Linked DNA regions of Triticum aestivum: region 1 is linked to region 2. The links are chromatin contacts, called in public Hi-C maps. All regions are on one chromosome and are shown on one strand. The core of a region is the stretch at or near the end of the contact, and the rest is flanking DNA. Distances in the headings are between cores, read along the strand shown.

Region 1 (2,700 bases), core at 54-2,553, 780 kb after region 2:
CGCCGCGGGCCATGGTGGAATATGTGCGCCACCTTCAGCACATCACCCTCTCGGATCAGCCAGACCGCCTCCGCAGGCGTTGGACTAAGAGCGGGACCTACTCCACAAAATCATGCTACTCGGCCCTCTTCGCCGGGTCTAGTCCTGTCCATCTCTGGCCCGACCCTGTCGGCCCACCCAGGCCCGGCCCTAAAATCCAAGGCCTAGGCCCGATGGGCTTGCCCGTGGGCCGGGCTTGGGCCTGAGTTTTGAGCCCACCAGCAAGGCCTGGACGGGCTTGGGCTTGGCATATTAGCAATTTAAGGAAGAGGCCCGGCCATGTCCCTAAGCCCTAAGGGCTTTTTAGGGCTTTTTACAAGATGGGTCGGGCTTGGGCTTGAAAAGTAGGCCCGATGGTAGGGCTTGGGAGGGCCTGGGCCTCAGTTTTTTGCTGTGGGCTTTTTAAGGCCCGGCCCGGCCCGGCCTATGGCCAGGTATAGCTGGGTCTATACGCGCGCCACACTGGCAACTCGCATGGCGGAGCTGGGCGCCCCTCCATGTCAAGTTCTTCGCCTGGCTAGCGCTCCAAGACAGATGTTGGACCGCTGCTCGTCTAGCTCGGCATGATCTCCCGCACCATGCCATGTGTCTATTCCGCGGTTAGGAAGCCGAGACCATGGAGCACCTCCTAGTCGTCTGCCCATTCTCGTGCCAGGTGTGGCATGACTGCTTCAGATGGTGCTACCCCCAGGCACTAGCTTCGGCGCCCAATGTGTGCTTTTTGGGCTAGTGGCATGCCATGACATCTAGAGCACCGGCGACACACCAGAAAGGGATCGCCTCGCTCATACTCCTGGTAGACTGGCTCATCTGGAAGCACCGGAATTCTTGTGTCTTCGACGGCACCACCCTTCCACCTCTCGGCTTCTACATGACATCAAGGAGGAAGCATGTTCCTGGGCCAAGGCGGGGGCCACCGGTCTCGCCACCATCACACCGTAGCCACCGCGGACTGCTTGGGGCTGAGCATACCCATTTTCTCTCATGCTCGGACTAGGATCTTCGCCATTCCACTTGTGTACGTAGTGCCCTAGTGCTCCTACCCCAATTCCTTGTAACAACACTCTCCCCTTTTTTAATGAATGATACGCATTACGTATTCACGAAAAAAAAATCTGATACCAAATGAACAAGAGAGATTAGGCAAAATACGTCACATCTGGGGCGGCCTTCGTGTTAGATATATATAGGAATACATGCAGGTTACATGCCTTGAAGGCCAAGGAAAATCTCAACCAAATCATACCAAATCAGGTAGGTTCAGATATTCCTATACATCAAATATACACGGAGATATACTCTAACAAGTACTCAGACAGCCCAAGGTCGTCCCTTGACGCACACGCGGTGGTGCAGGCGGCTGTGGCGGTGTTTGTTTTGTCAGGCACCCAACAAAGTGCACGACGTTGAATTTACGAGGGTTGAGAGAATGGCGATTGAAAAGGAGCAAGAGATAGCGAGGAAGAGGATGGGCGGTGTGTGGGGCCATGCGAGGACGAGGGCCCGTGACAAGCTTTGCGAGGGGATCGATCAGGCTTGATCCGGATGGCCAGCCCGATAGAGTTGGACTGGACAAACCCGGTGAGATCTTTCTGGAGACTGCCTAAGTGGCGACTTGGCGATTTGCCGGAGATTGGCGACATGCCATTCTTGTTCATCCCGATCTTGCCTTTTGATTCCTCCATTACTGATCTCCATCTCCAACTCTAATATCCCCAGCCACATCCACTCGATTCTCTCACATCACAGAAATCCCCTTTGCTCTAATCAATCTCGCTCAGATCCAGTTGGAGGGATTTTTCCTATTCTCTTCTCTCGATTCCGCTCAGATCTGAGCTCGCGTAGCACCTAGTAGTTGCTCTAATTGGATCTAATTTTGTTTCTGGACTGGGTTGTCACCATAGCCTCGCCTCCCCTGTCTGCCTAGTTCTTCGTAAGCGCGACACCTGCTCCCTTGTTCTTAGGATCTCGTCTTCGCTACACCCATCTGAGTGCCTGCAACTAATTAGCTTCCTGACCCTCACTGCTATAAAAGCACAGGCTGCTACCTTATCTTTTTTTTTACTGCTGCACTCTGATCCTTTCTGAAGTTTGTTAAGTGCGTGCTTGTGCCAGTGTAATCTCAATTTGCCTACAGAGGAGATTATGAAGCTTATTGCCTGGAATTGCCGAGGCAAAGGAAATGGCCTAGGTAGTGAAAAGATGACATACCTGGCCAATTTGATGAGATCAACGAGTGCTCAGGTAACTTTTGTGTCTGAGATAAAATCATCTAAAATTAACACTGTTGATCTTATCAACCGGTTTGACATAGTAGACAGTATAGTTGTGCCATCTAAAGGAAGATCCGGAGGTCTTTGGTTGATGTGGACTGATGAGGTTAAAGTTCAAGTTCAGTATGTTGATTTCCATGTCATCCTTGCATCTGTTCTTAATATAGCCTCTAACATAACTTTTGCGTTAGTTTGTATTTATGGTGATCTGTATCATCGTGAAACTTGTCAGATCTGGGACCGGATTACCTCATTTGTCAATGATAATCAAGGCAAGCCTATCTTATGTATGGGAGATATTAACGATATTCTCTATGATGCAGATAAGAGTTCTCCCAATGTTAATATATATCGTATGCGTGCATTCTGTGTGTTGGTTAAACAATGT
Region 2 (2,700 bases), core at 199-2,698:
TACAAGCACATGGCAACTCCGAACATTTTTTATGAAAAGTTTAGTTACGTGAGGATGACAACTTTAGTTGGCACGCATAGCAACTTTCGTGCTTCGGTTTATTTTTAACAGAAACTTGCCGTGTGTCACTGGAATTTGCCATCCTTGTGTGACTGGAATTGCCATTGAAAAACGTCAGCGCCGGAGTGCCACGCACCTGACGAGTGGCACTTATCATTGCCAAGTTTCCAGTTGAACCAGAAAAAAGCTATCGACGAATCCATGTGTGTGGAACGAATTCGAGGGGCATGGGGAAAACCCAAACCCTGGTCCAATAAAGCAAACAGGCAAGAACAACAACATAGGGTGGAGTTTTGAAATGCTAGTCTCACCATCCAGTGATTGACAAGGTGCAAGAGTGATGAAGAACTGGCTTCCGTTTGTATTCGGACCAGCGTTTGCCATTGATAGAATCCCAGCCCCGGTGTGCTTCAGCTCTGGCTTTATCTCGTCCTCAAATTTTGCTCTGCAAAGGAAGCAACAATGTCCATATACCAACCTTAGGATCCAAACAACAACGAATCAACCCTCACACTGCCAACCTATGGCTGATGAACAATACACATATTTAGCTTCTTGCCAAGCAACAAATTCCGGCAGGCCAAAAACAATGCTATATATAACAGCAACCGAGATATTGCTACACAATTGCTAATTTGTAACACAGCCTTAACACTTATCCAGATTAAACGGTAAACAGCATTAACGAGCTTCCTCTAGCCTAGAGTGACACTTGAATAACCTCGACCCGAGAAGAAAGACAAAGCTATTTTAAGATGGAATGGATTTGGTACTCACCCGTAGATGGATTCGCCGCCCCTGCCTGTTCCACTAGGATCCCCACCTTGCACGATGAAATCCTGCATCAACACCACCGGATAAGGAACACCGCTCGCCCAATGGAGCAGGCGTAGAGAACCTGCGTGCCAGACGAGAAGGGAGCATGGAGGGAAAGTGACTACGGACCTTGATGATGCGGTGGAAGACGACGTTGTCGTAGTATTTGCGGCGCGCGAGCTCGACGAAGTTCCTGCAGGTCTTGGGCGCGTGCTTGTGGTACATCTGCCGGGTTGGAGCACGTAGCAACAAAATCGACCCAACTGTCAGCACCAGCAACGCGAAGAAGAAGGGAGGAGAAATTTCCGGCTTCCCGTACCTCGACGGTGAAGGATCCCATGGAGGTCTCCAGGGTGACCTCCGGAGTCCCTCCGTCGTCGCCGCCCCACATCTTGAGGTAGCAACAGGCGAGACAAGAGAGGTGGCGGCGGCGCGACAAAGGGAGAGGGAGCGAGAGGGGGACGGCGGCGGCGAGTGGACTGGCGGCACGATGGAGAAAAGTACTGGGTCCGGCCTACCAACAGAGAAAACCCCAGAGACCGCAAAGCTTCAAGAGCCCAACTAAAAAGGCGTTCGTTGCAAAAGGGGAAAAACTCGAAGCCTCGGCCCAATACGAGGCGGCGGCTGCTGCTGCTTCTTCTTCTAGTAAACCTACTAGCCTTGCTAGTTCTCAAAAAAAAAACTAGCCTTGCTAGTTCTCAAAAAAAAAAGAACTATCCTTGCTCTCAAAAAAAAAGTAAACCTACTAGCCATACCCGCGCGGCGGCATGCCGCCCCCGTCGATACGACACGTGTGTATGTGCTATTTTTTGGCTTGGTTTTTGTGTATTTTCACTGTAGAATGTGCACATGTCTTTTGAAATATTTGGTGTTTATTTTTTCAGATGGGCCGAAAAGAGGTTCAAGCCTAAAATATTACGTAGACTATAAATTGTAAGTAAAGATGTTGGCTAGAAAGGTTGAAATGTTTTAATAGGAATGGTATTGTGTAATTTGGGAAAAAATACAACCCAGTTTCCTGTTCTTTAGTGTGTCATAAGAACGTAATGGAAGTACAATTTTTTTAGGGAGTACCAAAAATGACTGTATTTTTTGTAGAGAGTTAAACTTGCGAGCGGATTTTTCTAGTGTAGAAGATTGGTGTGATGTAAATATAAAAGTACTGTTCTTTGGAAGACAACAACGATGGAATGCATGATATGGAGATGTAAAAACTGCACTAATGGATAAATCATGTCTAGTGAAACAGAACATAGATTTATTCGGTGAAGTACATATACCACATTACAAGAATAAAAATATCATCATTTTCATGATACTAAGTCAGACAGTTCTATAGGCTTGGTTAAATTTATTGGAGTTATTCTTAGTCGATGGGGGCGGGGGACAGTGTGATTGAGATATGCATCTTGAGTATTCCAGGGAATATACCAGAGAAGATTCGACCCATAAATTAAGAGGAAGATAAGAAACAATCTAAAAAAAAGGGAAAACTGTAATCATCTGTACTAATCCGCCGCCGAGAAAACACTGGAAGACACACATGCACGTATCAAATCAATCCCAACCCTCTATCCATACACTGACCAACCACCACTCAATACAAGGGGAGAGGACATGTGTTTGATCAAATAGACAAATCAGAAAGGAAGACGCGACGCGCACACGCGCCCTCATACCCTGCCATATTTCGGTAATACCACGTCCATCTCATAATAACCAACGCGGCTGTAAAAAAAATCCACACACAAAAAACCGACTTAGAAATAGAGAATCAACCATTACAATTTTTCAAGGCAAATAAATCAGAAAGAAAAATGGCTG

The links. A called contact is a pair of places that touch in the nucleus more often than the background predicts.
Region 1: a contact with region 2 is called in a Hi-C map of leaf, with 5 times the contacts expected there. The contact joins the promoter of LOC123157788 here to the promoter of LOC123160267 in region 2. A contact is called at or near these places in 3 of 5 Hi-C or Micro-C datasets (all in leaf).

The regions. Positions count from the first base shown.
Region 1 is chr7B:286,160,477-286,163,176 of IWGSC CS RefSeq v2.1, forward strand. It overlaps LOC123157788, which reads left to right and starts at 1,304. Exons shown (of 2, transcript XM_044575989.1): 1 at 1,304-2,700.
Region 2 is chr7B:285,379,003-285,381,702 of IWGSC CS RefSeq v2.1, forward strand. It overlaps LOC123160267 (peptidyl-prolyl cis-trans isomerase CYP18-2), which reads right to left and starts at 1,449. Exons shown (of 6, transcript XM_044578070.1): 1 at 1,196-1,449; 2 at 1,006-1,101; 3 at 838-899; 4 at 372-505. The coding sequence starts at 1,267.